4 separate regions of the Mus musculus genome follow, and regions 1, 3 and 4 are each linked to region 2. A link is a contact called in public Hi-C and Micro-C data. All regions are on one chromosome and are shown on one strand. The core of a region is the stretch at or near the end of the contact, and the rest is flanking DNA. Distances in the headings are between cores, read along the strand shown.

Region 1 (3,598 bases), core at 608-3,107, 160 kb before region 2:
CCTTGTAACAGGATTACCTGGGTGGCCACTAGTTCAATGGCTTCTCTCCTAATTGTTCCTCTTGCCCACCTACCAGAATTAAAACTCCCTAGGCTTTTGCACTGTGATTATTCTTTCCCTCAGTCCTGTCTCCACTACCAATAGCTCCCCCATTTCAGTAATGAAACACTGGTGCAGAGTTGATTTCTTCTGGAAGGAGACATTATGAGCAGAGAAATGTACCCTGACTGGTGTGGTGTCTGCAGAAGGTTGGATATGATTCAGTGGTCATGTTTTCAGAACGCTCCATCAATGACAGTTGGAAACATATGTTTTTTATAAATTTCTCATTCCCAAACAAAGACTGACAGTAAAGCCCAGGGCTTTGATATTTGTATAAGTTGTTAAGTGGTTCACTGGGGAAAGTACATTTCAATTAGCATGTCACTGCTAATCATGGCGGCTTCCAGAGAGACATTCTGATTAAGGTGGTTGTTGAACAATACATCAAAAGTTGGGGCTTACTAAAAAGCTGTTCCCTTCAAGGTTGCTCATGTCACCTGATGCCTGGCTGAATTTCCTGAGCTTTTATTTAAAATCAAATGAGACATTCAAAATCCCGCTTTAAACTGAATCAATTCAAAAAAACTCCTTCCACTTTAGTACCATAAATATTAGCCAAACCACTGGTAGGTGGAGCATACAGGACCAAGTGAGGTAAAGGGAGGCTATGATGAAAGACTAGGATGGTCTCAGCTTCTCTAGGGCCATCATCTGAAGTGGTCCATGATGTAAAAGATGTTGGTTATCAATTTATGTGGGCAAACACATGTACAATAATGTATACATGCATGTCTAAGTCAGATGTGTTGCCTTTCAGGTGTTTTCCTCAGTAGGTTTCCACCCTAGTTTTTGAGATGGGGTCTCTCGATAAACCTGAGTTTACTGATTTGTCTCAACTTGCCAGTTAGCAAGTCGTTCGAGTCCTCCTATCTATGTGCCAGATCTGGGTTGACAAACGTGCAGCCATGCCAGGCTTTTTAACATGGGTCCTGGCCCTTAAACTCAGGTCATCCTGTTTAGATGGCAAGCATTTAGTGACTGAGCCATTTCCCTAGCCCCCTACTATTTTCAAGCTATTTCTGATTGTGAGCTTTTGCAGAGGGTGGAGAAGTCATGATCTATGATCAAAACAAAGTGAAATAAACTTTTATTCTGCTGTGGACAAGGAAACTGCAACTCTACATGCTTCAAGCAAGAGGTTTTCTTCCTCAGAACTTCATCCCACTCATACTTTAGGCTGAGATTATGTTCATAAGCTGTAGATAAATTTACAATTCCTCACTCAACAGTCAGTCTTGCTGTGAGCTTTATGTACACGTGCAGGCACACACACACACACACACACACACACACACACACACACACACACACATTTTTTTCCTCTTTTATGTACTCTGCTGCCGCCGTTAGGACATTAAACGTTAGGAAGTTTTCTGCTGTGTTCTTTTTTCTTTTGTGTCCCTGTATCTTGTTAGCTCATACGGATGTCCTTAAGATTGACGGTACAATTTTGTGCAATTCAATCCAGGGGAACATTCCAATCTCTCCCAGCCTGAAAAGTCCGGGAAAGACAAGAACACCAAATTTGTTCCCCTTATCTACCCAATTTAGTAGCTATTTGTCACCGTCAATTAGTCAAGGGTGAAATAATTACCCGTGGCTTGAGTGAGAGAAGTGAAGTCTGATTGGCAGCAAGAGAAAAGAATAATCAGATCGTATGAGAAGGAAATATGAGATGAGTGGGTGGCGTGGTTGGAAGACCCAGGGCAGGCCTTCACCCAGAATACCTCTGAGTCACGGCTGCTGGTCTGCCCTTTGTGACTCATTCCTTCAGATGAGCCTGGCTTTCTTCCTGGAGCTATTTTTAAAGCATCTCAGGACCCAGACAGGTTAACAAAAATTCAGTCACTACACAGTATGTCTTCTTTTCATTTTAATTCTTATTTTATTTATTATTTGTGTGTGTGTGTGTGTGTGTGTGTGTGTGTGCGCACGCGCTTGCGCGTGCATGCACACAATGAGTGAGTGTGTATGTCTGTGAGTGTGGGTATTCATCTGCCATGGCATGTGTGTGGTCATTAGAAGATACTGCAGAACTTTAGGATGGTTCTCTCCACTCAGATCAAGAAAACACTTTAGAAGTATTCTGAGTGGCTTATCTCTGGTCTAGCCAAATTGACAAGCAAAATTAAGCATTATACAAGGTAAATATATATGTATATACACACATATATACACATATATGTATATATGTTTACATATATACACATATACACATATATACATATATATACGTGTATATATATATATACATATATATATATATATCATAGTAAGCACATCATTTGCACTCAGTGTAAAGGATTTTTTTTTTTTTGGCCTGGTCCTACCCCACTGTCAGTGAGGCTGCAGAGTCTTTCACTGGTGGGCTGGCTCTCGGTCCTCACAATCTTCCCAGTTCTTCTGAGGACCACTTTTAGCTTTACAAAGACAACCTGGTTCCTTGGGTTTATGACCTGTACCTTATTTCTCTCCCTGTCATTACAGGCATCTCATGTGTCCAAGCCCATCCAGCTCTTTCTGCTACTTGTCCTCATTATCTAGTCAAGAGCACATTTTTTTCTTTTACCTTTATAACCTCCATTTCACTTGACTTAACCCCCAAATTTACATATCATCAATGAAGGAGAGCAAGAGAGAGGAAAGCTGTACAGCAGAGAATAATATTACAAGACCAAGAAAGGAACTTTGGAACAGATGTGATGTCTCAGTGCTTAAGTGTGCCTTCTATGTAATCTTGAGGACTGGAGTTTGAACAGAAACACTCATGTGACAAGAAGGGTGTCCTGAAGACACTCTTTCCACATCAGAGACACATGTGCAAATAATCACACAAACACGTGTACATAGATAAAATAAATCTTTCCTTTTTATAAAAGAAATAAACAAACATTTACTGTGCTAAGATATCTCCCTAGTTTCATTTCTGTTGCCACAACAAAATGTCCTGATAAAAAACAACTTGCAGTAGAGAAGTGTTTATTCAGTTCACAGTTTATGGTAACCATCCATGCTGGCACAAGGACGTGCCCATGGCAGGAGCATGAAGCTGCCAGTTGAGTCCAAATGAATGGGTGCATGATTCTTTACTTGGTTCATTTCATGGTCCTTATATAATTCTGGACCCCTGCCTAAGAAGTAGTGTCACCCACAGTGGACTGAGTCTCTCCTTATTAATTACCATAATAAGACAGCATTCCCAAGACTTACCCACAGCCTAACCCATAGTAGACAATTCCTCATTGAGAGGCTTCCCAGGAGATTCTGGGCGGTGCCAGATTGACAAATACATCTACCTTCATCAAGACTAGACACTAAGATTTGAGAAATGGGTAAGAAGCATAGTGCTCACACTTTCCCACTGCTGCCCTGCTAGGAGTCTTGAATGGTTTCTTCTGAAGGCTTGATGCCCTAGTGAAGAAGAAAGCTAGGGTAGTGAGGAGGGAGTGGGGTTGGGGAGCACCTCATAGTAGTGGGGGTAAGGGGAGATGGGATA
Region 2 (4,052 bases), core at 727-3,226:
CACTGTGTGTGTGTGTGTGTGTGTGTGTGTGTGTGTGAGAGAGAGAGAGAGAGAGAGAGAGAGAGAGAGAGAGAGAGAGAGAGAATTTCTCTCCCCAATCAGAAAGCAAACAAACATCTATGGTAACAGATGTCGATGACCCTGATTATTCCAAGGTGCTTAGCATTTAGGTTTCTCAAGTAGTCTCCCTCCCCCCTCCCTCCTCCCCCTCCCTCCTCCCCCTCCCCTCCTTTCTTTCTCTCTCTCTCTCTCTCTCTCTCTCTCTCTCTCTCTCTCTCTCTCTCCCCCTCCCTCCCTCTCTCCCTCTGCCTCTCCCTCTCCTTCCTATTCCCTCTCCCTTTCCCCTTCTCCCACTCCCTCTCTCTCCCACTCTGTCTCATTCCTCCTACTCCAGTTCAACTGGCTCCCAGAGTAGAGGCTTGAAAAGAAAACACCCTCTTTGCGATGTGGTTCCTTCTCTCTCCTCTGCCAATGCCCACACCAGGCCACCCACCACACCCACAGGCTCCTGAGCTCTACTTGCTTCTCTCTGAACACAGAGAACAGGAGAGCGAACACTTTCATCCTTTGCCCCAGGTCCCTCTGAGCTTTTTGTTTCTATGGGAAATCACATTCAAGGTCAATGTCTCCCAAAGTAAACTTCTGAGCCCACCCAAGACTTTATCTGAATACTAAAACGGGGATGCCTTTGTTCTCTCTAAACTTACTCCGAGATGGCTAAAAATGAATTAATGATATCACACCTTCAGGGGTTTGAGGATTTTTTTTTCCGGGGAGGGGAGTTGGTGAGATCCGGAAGAGTCCTCATCTCTTTTCTCAAATAAAGGGAGAAGATGAGCGGCTAAGGACAGGGAGAAGAAGGTCTGTCCAGTTCTCTCTAAAGTAGACCCTGCGGAGAACAGGCCTGTGATTCTGGGATTAAAAGTTGTCTGCCGAAACTGTAAGGGCCATGTATATGCAAGCAGTTAGGAGTTATTACAGGGCCCCAAATAGGAAACCGTTCGCTTGATCTTTCTCTTCAATCCTATTAGGGGACCCCTGTAGCTCGAGAGAGATACCAGCCTGTCATGTCCCGGTTGCTGTGACGACCCTGTCTTTATAGAACAAGAAAGGGAGACGGTAGTGATTGGCAGACCTTGCTTGCCCCCGTATGTACAACAAAGGGCGACAAAACGAAGAGGAAGTGAGGCCCTTCTGGGCTTCTTAACCCGACCCCACCTTCCACCTGGCCATCTCGCCCCCCTCCCCTCCTCCGGAAAGGACAGCACCACCGCCTGTGTACAGATGTCAAAAGATCATTAATCGTGGGGTGGTGGTGGGTGTTTCTAATTGCAAGGGATACATTTTTTTAAAAAGTCTGTCTACCATCAAGTTCATTTAGCTAAAGCGATGTGGTGGGGACTTGAAGCAATGAAGGGGGTGCCTAAGGCGTTGCCCTGCGGGTGACTACCACACAGGGCCCTGTTGGTGTAAGGTTTGGGAAACCGGGAACCTTGGGGGGGGGGTGCGGTGGCCTAGCCTGAAAGTCCCACCATCTGGTGCCACAGTACAACTCGCCAGTCATAAATAACAGCCTGTCTTTTCACGTTTTCTCTGTGTCCTCCCCCCTCAGAGTCCCTCTAAAGGGGCTGCAAAATGGAAGATGGAGTTGGGGTTCAATTTCCCCTGCCGTCTGCGCGGGAAGGAGAAGGCGCGTCCAGGGGCGGGCACCAGGGGAGGGGACCACGAAGCCTGAAGAGTGGCAACGACAAAGGCCGCGGAGTTCTAGGGCCCTGCTTTTCTCCGCGAGCCACCCAGCCCCAGCCGGAGCCTTGGATTGCAAAAGAAAACCCGAATGAGCTCTGCCGAGGTGGCATTTTCGTCTCTTTCTGTCCCTTTCCCTAAAGCCGGCAGCCCTGCGGGGACGCGTCTCGTGTTAGAACTGCGCGGTACGCGGGCAAGGGGTGCTGCCGGGCGTCCCTGGAACCTGGAGCTCGAGGATCCTGGCTCCCAGTCTGTGGACACAATTGCCTCTTTTAGGTTTGCAAGGCTCCCGGGCTCTGCGCGCACACTCACTGCTGCCAAAACATTTCTCAAAGGTCCCCAAATAAAATCAAACCCGAGTAGTGGCCGAGGCCCGGGATTGCCCAGATAATGCACAGGGGAACAGAAGTGAAATCTGTTCTTTGGGGAGTCATGGGCAATAAAAGCAAAGCCGAGTTTAAAAAAAAATATTTTTTTCCCTTTTCTTTTGGAGGAATCGAAGGAGGAAAAAAGACCAAAAAAAAAAATGTTAAAGACGAAAGTTTAGAAAGAAAGAAAGAAAGAAAGAAAGAAAGAAAGAAAGAAAGAAAGAAAGAAAGAAAGATAATGAAATAGGAAATGAAGACCCACCCTGCAGCATAGCTGCAAAGTAAGAAAGTAACAACGTTTAACTTTGACGTGTGTCCCACTTAAAATAAAACTCTTTTATCTCCCTGAGAGCCGAGATCCCCAAACCTTGTTTGGACTCGGACAGAGAGAAAGAGGTGGTAAATAGGCGAATTTTGTTTCCCTACGGGTGCTGTGAGCACGATCTATCCAGGATCGTCAGACAAAGCCGGTGCCATGAAGCGGGTAACTTTTCCAGGTGAGACTAGAAACTCGGTTTAAACTCCAGGGCACTCCATGAAACCGGCCAAGAAAAAGTTGCTGAAGAAAACCCACCCATCCTTCCAGCAAAGCCCCCCCCCCTTCCATTCCCACCCCGGATTCCTCTCTCAAATGAATTACAATCCACTCTCTTCCGTGCCAAGTCCATCGGCTTCATAACCAAGCCCCCAAGATTTTAAGAAATAAACTTGAGGTTCGGAATTGAGAGGAACTGGAGTGTGGTTCTTTCAGCCAGACTTCAGTGTTCTTGGTTCTCTTCCCACCAGGCGTGATGAAGCAAAATATTTTAACTACAACTTACAAGCTTGTTTTTTATTTCATTTTCCCCTCTTTCTATACATTTTCTTTCCTTAGGAGAAACAGATCAAGGAAGACTAATTACAAGGCATGGCGAGAAGTCAAATGAAAAAGGATCCCATCAACGCAGAAAGTAAATTAATTTTTTAGAAGATAGGTTTTAGTTTGTAAGAAGAATACATTGTATTTAGTAACATTTGTTAAGATTTAGTTCAATCTTCAGGTTGGAATATGAGGGCTAAGCCTGAGGTCACTTTCTTAGTTGGAATTTCCTTAGAAATTCTAATTTGAAAACATCCTTGGGATCTTTGGTTTGCTTTATTTATAAGAAGCTTTGGGAGTATTTTTTAAAAGATATTATCATTTTGTTTTTGTTTTTTTTTTAAACAGACCTTTTAGCTTTAAACCACGGCTTTCAACTAGAATGTAAAAAATGCTTTTTGTTTGGTTGGTTTTGGGTGTTTGAGTTTTGTTTTTTACTGTGCTTTAGTTAGTCGGACCTTTAATTAAATTTTTTTAATTAAAAAAAAAAAAAAACCCTTTCTTCTTGATGACTATCCAGTCCCTAAAATATTCGAGAATGTTGGGGAAAATGTCCACTAACACAGGCATCTGACCAGCTACTTCAGGCAGAGCTTGATTCAGGGGCTACCCTCACCGGACCAAGGAAGCAGATTTTGTTATTCTGGTTGGCATTAACGGTGGTGGCTTGGGGGGTTGGGGTGGGGTCTCTCCTTTTGTGTCTATGAGCTCACTGTCACATCCCTCGCTCTCTCTATTAACATTTAATTTTCTTTTGGAAAATACAGAAGAAAGCTCCACAGCGTCTGGTCCTAGATGTTCTAAAGACGTCCAAATACCTAAATATCATGAGTATTTTCAAAATAAAACGCAATGTGTGCCTTACAACTTCTTTATTTTTTGATGTTTATTAGAACCGTCAACATTAGCCATTTCTGAATATGGTGGTTCTTGAACACACGAAGCGGCTGCTTAAGTTTCTTACACAAAATCCTGGAAATTGTCCTCCACAAATCTTTATCCAGCGCTTCTTCGGCTCTTTGACTCTCATCAGAAGAGGCGCGCTATAAAAACGTGGACGATTGCAACCTGAGAATGATTTA
Region 3 (3,603 bases), core at 921-3,420, 200 kb before region 2:
CAATGGTCCCCAAGCCTTGGGGCTTCAGACCACTTACTAAAGTCTAGCTTCTGTACTGAGTGCTGTGGGAAAAACAAACCATTACTGAATATCTTTGTCCTGATCCCTCACTCAGGAGAGAAGATGAGCAAGGTTGAATGGGAACTGCCCCATGAGACATCGAGAGGACACACACCAGGGATGCTGCTGATATACAGGCTTAGATATGGTTTGAGTGTATCTTCCCAAGTTGTGTTGGCTGGAAGCTTGGTCCTGTGTGTGGTAGTATTGAGACAGCTAAACTTTTAAGATAGAGAACCTAGTGAAATCTTGCTAAGTCACTGGTGCAATGCCCTTGGATGACATTAATAAAATACATTCTTACCAGATCCCCATTGGTTTCCTCAAGAGTAAGCTATTTCCAAAAATAAAGCAATCTTGCCCCTAGAATCCCTTTGTCTTCCCTTTTTACCATAAAACTGGTCTCCCCTTCTCTCATGAGCGAGCTCCTGTTATGATATCATCTGCCATGACGTGAGATACCCAGGAGGCCTCTCATTAGAGGTAGAAACAAGAGTCAAACAATTAACCTCAATCAGGGACTAGAAACTAACAGTAGAGTGTTCACGTTCGCCTGGATTGTATGAAGTTGAGTTCTCAACATCACAAAGACAAAAGCAAAATTGAAACAAGAGGGAAAATCCTATTGACTTTTACAGCTGTGACCAAACAAACATATCTCTCTCCCTCTGTCTCTCTCTGTCTCTCTCTCTCACCCCCTCTCACTCTCTCTCCTCTCTCTCTCTCTCTCTTCTCTCTCTCCCCCCCCTCTCCCTCTCCATGCTCCCCCTCAGCAGGTTCTGGAAAGACTTGAGGATTTATATGGTATCACTGCCCCCATTACCCTACCTATGTCTCAGTTTCTTCATCTATGGAATGGCCACAATAGTGGTAACTTCCACCCAGGAATGTTTTCAAGACTATGAAGCACGCACTCAAGTTGGAGCCATGTGCCTGTACCTGTAGGTATTCTCCCTGGGAACTCAGATGGCTTGAGGATCCCCTCTTGACATCATGATTTACATTTGTGATGGTTGATCTTGATTGTCAACTTGACAGAACCCAGAATCACTTTGGAGATACATCTCTTGGCATGTCTTTGAGGGATTTTCTGGACTGGCTTACCTGAAATGAAAAGACCCACCCTAACATGAGCAGCACTGTTAGATGGAAATCTAGACTGCATAGAAAGGAGAAAGTGAGCTGAGCACAGACTTTCACCTTTCTGACTGTGAACACAAAGTGACCAGTTGCTTTGGATTGTACCCTCAAACCGTGAGCCAAATAAGCCTGCCTCAAGTTTTCCTGCTAGGCCTCTATCACAGAAACAAGAAAAATGACTAATGTAGCGCCCTTGACTCACTTCTAGGGTCAAGAGATCAGATACAAATACTTCCCCCTTTTGATTAATTTTTGGTTTTATGCAGTTGGGTCTTTTCATCTTTTGCCTCTCTTAAGAAGAAGAAAGCAAATTATTCCTTTTAAGTTGTCAAAGAACATACTATCAGACCAGAGCAGCACCACACAGGTACCATCAGTCCATGCTATGTTTAGCTTCTGCTCAGCAGGATCTTGGGTACAGAAGAACTCAGAGCCTCAGAAGATACAGTATTCAAGGAGGACATAGAAGATCTTTCATTGTCTCTTCAGTCAAGTCTTCTTATGCTCATGTGTGGACAAGTGTAGGAAGATTCAGTTCATGCATGTTCATGCATGTGAGTGTGTGTGTGTGTGTGTGTGTGTGTGTGTGTGTGTGTGTATTCATGTACATGGAGAAGGTCAGAGGACAACCTCCAGTGTGCTTCCTTTGCCTAATATGGGATGCTGTTTCTTACTGGGTTAGACAATGTGGGTTAGACCAGCTGGGCACTAAACCCTAGGGATCCAGCCGTCATCACCTCCTCTGAGATTACTGTGCCACAACACCCAGCATTTCATAACATGGGTTTTGGAGACTTAACTCAGAACTTCTTTCCAGGCAACTACTGTAATGACTAAATAACTTCCCTAACTCAGGGCTCAAACTCTAAAGTAGACAGTGAACATGCTGGTAGGTTGGTGAGAGAGGAGCTAGCTGAGAAGTCTGAGTCGTGCTGGGGATAGAAGGAGAAGCTCTGAGTCAGATCTCCCAAAGAGGTTGGTGCCAGGCTCTTCTAAGAAAGCTCCTGCCTGGGGCAGCACAGCTGGGACCAGCCTGCAGACCAAGTGAAAACAACTTCATGTAGAGATGGACTGCATGTCTCCAAGTGGGCCTTCTGCCAGTAATGATGCCTTTAGCTGGCCTGGCCTGGGTTGGGCTGGGCTGGGCTCACCTCCAGCCATAGGGATTTGCAGCCTTAGTTTTAAGAAATCCAAGCTCATAATGGCTGATTTTATTTAAGTGTTTTCCACTCTCATGCTGCTCACCAGGGGCTTGCCCAGGTTTTTGTGTGTGTTTGTCAATTTTACCTTTCTGATTTCAAGGGTTTTTTTTTTTTTTTTTTTTTTTTTTTTTTACTTTATTACTCTTGTTTTTTTTTTTTTTTTTTAATATCTTTTTCCTCCATCTCCACCTCTCTGTCTGTCTCTCTTTTTCTCTCTGTCTCTCTCTGTCTCTCTCTCTCTGTCTCTCTCTCTCTGTCTCTCTCTCTCTCTCTCTCTCTCTCTCTGTGTGTGTGTGTGTGTGTGTGTGTGTTTCATAGGCTAGAAATCAAGTCTCTTTTTTTATTATTCTGCCCTTGATCTTTGAGACACAGCCTCTCACTGAATCTGACCTTGTCATTTGGCTAGACTGGGTAGCCAACAAGTCTCCAAGGTTCTCCCACCTCTGTCACAGAGTGGTGTAGCTATGGGCACCTTCTACCATATTCAGCTTTCCGTGTGAGTACTGAGGACCTGAACTCAGCTCCTCCGGCCTGGAGAGCAAATGCTTTATTCACTGAGCCCTCTTCCAGTCCCTTAAATATCACAGTGTTTGCAGTCAGCATCTGTGCGCCTTATCATACACTTTAGCTTCCCACACATAATACAAGGGAAGTGACCTTCACTGTTCTATTTTGTTATTCAGGGAATAAGACAAGAAAAAAATTCACACTTGTTCAGAACAGATGCAACCATCAGAGCCCGTCTACAAGCCAAGCCTGGTTCAATCCCAGGACATAGAACATGTGAATTCACAGGCTGTCCATCTAACTCCCAGTTTGTGTTGGTGTCATCACCATTTACACACTGTCCAGATACTTGCCACAAGGGGCAAGTAGCTGGTCAGAATCTGCAGTCAGTAAGTGAATGTAAGGGTCTCAAGCTGTACTCTGAGCACTCCATCTTCAGAGTCCATATTTAAATCACCCCTCATGGCGCCAACCTTAGGTACCATCCTTAGGTGCTTGCCGTGGGATCAACCCTTGCTAAGTGCTGTGCGTTCTGAGTACAGCGAATGAGTTCTTGTGGTGCCACCATCAAGAAGGCTGTTATCCCTGCACAGATGTGAAAAAGCCAAGGCTGAGAATTGAAAGCCTGGCTTTCATTTTCCATGTAGTAGGGGGAAAGAGGGTAAAAAAAATGGACAGGAGAGAAGGATGCCTA
Region 4 (3,752 bases), core at 139-2,638, 150 kb after region 2:
GGAAGAAAACATCAGTCATTGTTTTTCCCCCGCAGGTCATTAATTAACAGGGGACACCCCTTTATTCATTTTCATTCAGTAGTTCACTGTCTGGGCCAAACCCCAAAGCTAGGGGGGAAGGGGGGGCAGAGAGGAAGCCCCGCATGGAAGCCTTGGTTTTTTTTTTTTGTTTTGTTTTGTTTTGTTTTGTTTTAATCCAGAACTGGAGACTGTCTTTCATTGCTGTGGTCACTGAAACCAGCCAACATAAGTGTCCCAACAGTCAACTCAATTTGCTCTTTCTCCAAGAATTTCCTCATCAATCCTACAAAACAGTAAACACTTCGGGGTATCTATTTCACCCAACGACATAGTTCACACTACCCGTGAACAACTTTTCACTTAAGTTTTAACTCCTTTCGTGTCCCTAAACGCCATCCTCAGCAAAGCACTGTTTTCCTTTACCAGCCGGCTCATCCCCAAAGAACGACGCTAAAGCCCCACTTACTATCACCAACCGACTTCTAGGCCCTGGCAACAACTGCTTGGCAGCACCCACTGATACATACCTAAAAGGTATTCACTTCCGATTCACAATCCCTACTCTTCAACTCAGGAGTCCTCTTATTTCGGTAGATTCTAAACTTCCTACGGTTATGTACCTAATTTCCATCCATCTCCCATACAAGCCTGAGTCTTCCTCCCAGACTACAAGGCACCGAGTCCGGGCAGGTGTACACTAGACAGCTGGCCCATCTCTGTCCCCAAACAGACCTCCAGGGTCGCCCTTTCCGCTGTCCTCCAGCCTTCTTCCACTCTGACAGTCTTCCACTGTCCAGGGACCTCGGCATCCCCCAAAGCCTGTCCCTCTATGAGCCCGCTGGTTTTTCCCTAGATCTCGCTGACCTCTCTCCAGGTAAGCCGGGGACCCCTCGCCCCAGCAGGCCCCACCTGCGGGTCCTGGATCCCCCAACACCAGCTAGGAGTGTTGCCAGCCTGCGACGTTAAAACATAAACAGCTCCTCTTCCCAAAAGCCACCGCCGTCCTCGAGCCGTCCCCGGCCAAATAAGCTCACCTGAGCTCTGCCCGGAGACCCCCAGTTCACCCCCGCCTCCGCCATCTTCAGGGACCGGCCCCCGACCTACTCCCCTCCCACAGCTCCGCCTGAGCCGCACTGCGCCTGCGCCGCCCGGCGGCTTCACGCTGACGGTAGGGGCAGAGGAGCTTCCGGTTGCCTCTGCGCGCACTGCCTCCGCTCTGCGGAGACGGGGCAAAAGGACTTCCGGTGTGCCGGGCACTCCGGGCTGGAAGGAGGTGGGGACCCTGTCTGGGAGGAGGAGAGGCTGCGAAATCAGCTGTTGTTGGTGCCCTCGGGAGTCAGAGGTTCTGGATGGGCATCTGGACTCTGTGGGCGGAGTGAGGGACTCGTGCGCGCACGCACGCGCAGCCCGAGACTCCACCCTCTGCGTGGGCCGCAGTTGCCAGCCGGGTGACAGGCTCCACGGTTGTCGCCTGCAACTTCTTCCCGCCTTGGAGTGTGCCTCAGTATCCTTTCTGAATACGGATTAAAGGCAGCTCTTTGCATCAGCTCTCGAGAGACTTGGGTCAAAGACCAAGCAACACAAAACCTTATCACCTCTGTTACTGTCAAAATTTGACTTAAAGCGCTTCCTTCTTGAGACAGGGTCACACAGTGTATGTAGCCTTAGCCGGTCTGAAGCTACCCAGGTAGACCAGGCAGACCTCGAGAGCTACTTGTCTCTGCTTCCTCAGTGCTAGGATCAGAAGTGTGCGCCACCACGCCCAGCTAAGACCTTCCTTTTAGAACTGGAAACCATAATTAAGAGAATGGATAGTGTGCACGTTGGAGATGGTGCAGATGAGCTGTTGTTTTGGATGGAAAATGGTACAGAGAAGTTTTGTTTTCTTTATTCCTTGAAGATTTTAAGGACTTGAAGTTCGAGTGGGGAAGTGGAGTGCGAATCCGGGAGATGTGTCAGGGAAGTGGGGAGTAAATATAAAAATGCATTGTATGAAGTCCTTAAGGACTCTTTTTTTTTTTTTTTAAAGAAAAATTTCATACATATACAATACGTTTTGATCATTTTTCCTGCCCACCACTACATTCCTCTACAGAGTGTTTTTAAAGGCTAATAAGTGGCTTGATTACCACCTCTGGGCTGTTCACTATATCATCTTTTGGGGAGCTTAGCCAAAAATATATTATGCTTGTGGTCTGATTGCATTGGTCTTAAGGAGAGTTTTGTAGGAACTATGGGCCTAAAGTAATTGCTATAATTTAGCAAGAGAATGTCATTTGGTTAAATGCCTTTGTTTTCATTTACTTTGAACTAACAATCAGATGCATCTTTAACAGTTTCTGATCATTTTATCAACACATTTATTTCTTAAAAATAAGAGAAACTAAACTTGGACCAAAAGACTCAGCATGTAATAATATGGCTTTTCATGTATTTCTAATGGTTTTTGTCTAGCTAATCTTAAATTTAATTCCTGCAGGTTTTTATGCATAGTAATTGAAAGCCTAGGCTAATTATGCTGCACAGATGAAGAGTTTTATAAGGAAAAATAAAAATACACATGGGATAACCCATATTATCCATGATATGATATTTTTGTCAACTTGGCAGGATTGAGAATCGCTATGGGAATACCTCTGGGTGTATGTCTGAGGGATGTTTCTAGAAACATTTCAGGAAAGAAGGAAGGAAGAAGCACATGGATGTGAGCAGCCCCAATGGGGTCAAGAGCTGAATAAAAAAGAGAAAGCTCACTGAGCATCAACACTCCTCTCAGTTTCCTGTTTCTTTCCTGTCTCTTCAGTCAGTGTGACCTCACTCTCGCCTCCATGCCTTAGCTATGGTGATGGCCTGTGTCCTTCCTTAATGGGAGCCAAAATAAACCCATCCTCCCTCAAGTCCTTTTGCCAAGCATTTGTTTTTCACAGCAACATGAAAATCCAGAACAAACTGATGTCAGGGTATGACTTAAGAGGGCGGTGAGATCATATTTATTTTGGCTTACTTTAAAGTTGGTTCTGTGCCATTGGACTGCTGGTGAAGACTTTTTGAAAGTTCAGTTGTGTCTCAGCACTGACTCCATATGTGAAGTCAGGTCCAATTGGTCCTTTTTTTCTAGGTTTTTCTTTTTATAGATATGAAGTAAAATAGTGAACCTGCTAATTTTTAAAGTCCTTTTAACCACTAGAAATATCAGTGATTTGATAGTTCTGCTGTTGCCCTGCCCCAATAATACTTCTTGTTTGTTCTTTCAATGAGAGAGACCATTGGGCAAATTAGAAAGAATAAACACTGCAGCTAAATATAAGCAAACATCCACAGAAGTCACTGGGCTGCTTTTACTTCCCTAAAAGCTTCATTTACTTCTACAAAGCAAAAAAAACAGTAAGAACTTTTGCTTCTTTGAGATTATAAAATGAATCATTTACAAGTTCATTTATCTCTTCTACAACTTCAACCTGAGCAGCTAGCAGACATCTTCAGCCTTAATGGTAATTATTGTATGTGGGCGGATACTTCAGTTAAGGTTCTGAGAACCTGGCACTTGGAAATCTTACTCAAATAAAAAGCATCGAGACAGTAAAACCAAAGAACATGGCAGGTTTTTCTATTCAATGACTGGAACCCCAAATTCTAAAACCTATCTTATCTTTCTTTTATGGTAGTGTTTGTTTGTTTGTTTGTGGTCATATTTGAGTCAAGAGCTCACCGTGTAGCAGGGGCTGACCTGA

The links. A called contact is a pair of places that touch in the nucleus more often than the background predicts.
Region 1: a Hi-C map of muscle stem cells shows a contact between it and region 2, with 2.5 times the contacts expected there. The contact joins two enhancer-like sites. A contact is called at or near these places in 3 of 484 Hi-C or Micro-C datasets (cortical neurons, muscle stem cells and nephron progenitors) and 2 of 115 datasets of contacts at active chromatin or transcription factors (both in embryonic stem cells).
Region 3: a contact with region 2 is called in a Micro-C map of muscle stem cells, with 3 times the contacts expected there. The contact joins two enhancer-like sites. A contact is called at or near these places in 3 of 484 Hi-C or Micro-C datasets (embryonic stem cells, muscle stem cells and palatal mesenchyme) and 1 of 115 datasets of contacts at active chromatin or transcription factors (embryonic stem cells).
Region 4: a Hi-C map of muscle stem cells shows a contact between it and region 2, with 2.5 times the contacts expected there. The contact joins the promoter of Insig2 here to the enhancer-like site in region 2. A contact is called at or near these places in 3 of 39 promoter capture datasets (the 3T3-L1 cell line and hippocampal neurons), 5 of 484 Hi-C or Micro-C datasets (the 3T3-L1 cell line, adipose-derived mesenchymal stem cells, embryonic fibroblasts and 2 more) and 1 of 9 other capture datasets (pancreatic islet).

What each region holds. Positions count from the first base shown.
Region 1 is chr1:121,012,469-121,016,066 of GRCm38.p6, forward strand. No RefSeq gene overlaps it. Among named protein-coding and RNA genes, the nearest start is that of Gm34698, 21 kb to the left of the region's middle. Within about 2 kb of position 1,858, at least 49 of the 459 cell types and tissues checked have an H3K27ac peak or open chromatin away from gene starts, as enhancers often do. A contact at or near this core is called in muscle stem cells, where this site is marked.
Region 2 is chr1:121,176,240-121,180,291 of GRCm38.p6, forward strand. No RefSeq gene overlaps it. Among named protein-coding and RNA genes, the nearest start is that of Gm46155, 30 kb to the left of the region's middle. Within about 2 kb of position 1,977, at least 25 of the 459 cell types and tissues checked have an H3K27ac peak or open chromatin away from gene starts, as enhancers often do. A contact at or near this core is called in muscle stem cells and neural progenitor cells, where this site is marked.
Region 3 is chr1:120,972,596-120,976,198 of GRCm38.p6, forward strand. Gm34698 (a long non-coding RNA gene) reads right to left here. Exons shown (of 4, transcript XR_387341.3): 3 at 1,000-1,164. Among named protein-coding and RNA genes, the nearest start is that of Gm34641, 17 kb to the left of the region's middle. Within about 2 kb of position 2,171, at least 19 of the 459 cell types and tissues checked have an H3K27ac peak or open chromatin away from gene starts, as enhancers often do. A contact at or near this core is called in muscle stem cells, where this site is marked.
Region 4 is chr1:121,326,636-121,330,387 of GRCm38.p6, forward strand. It overlaps Insig2 (insulin induced gene 2), which reads right to left and starts at 1,389. Exons shown (of 6, transcript NM_133748.2): 1 at 1,056-1,389.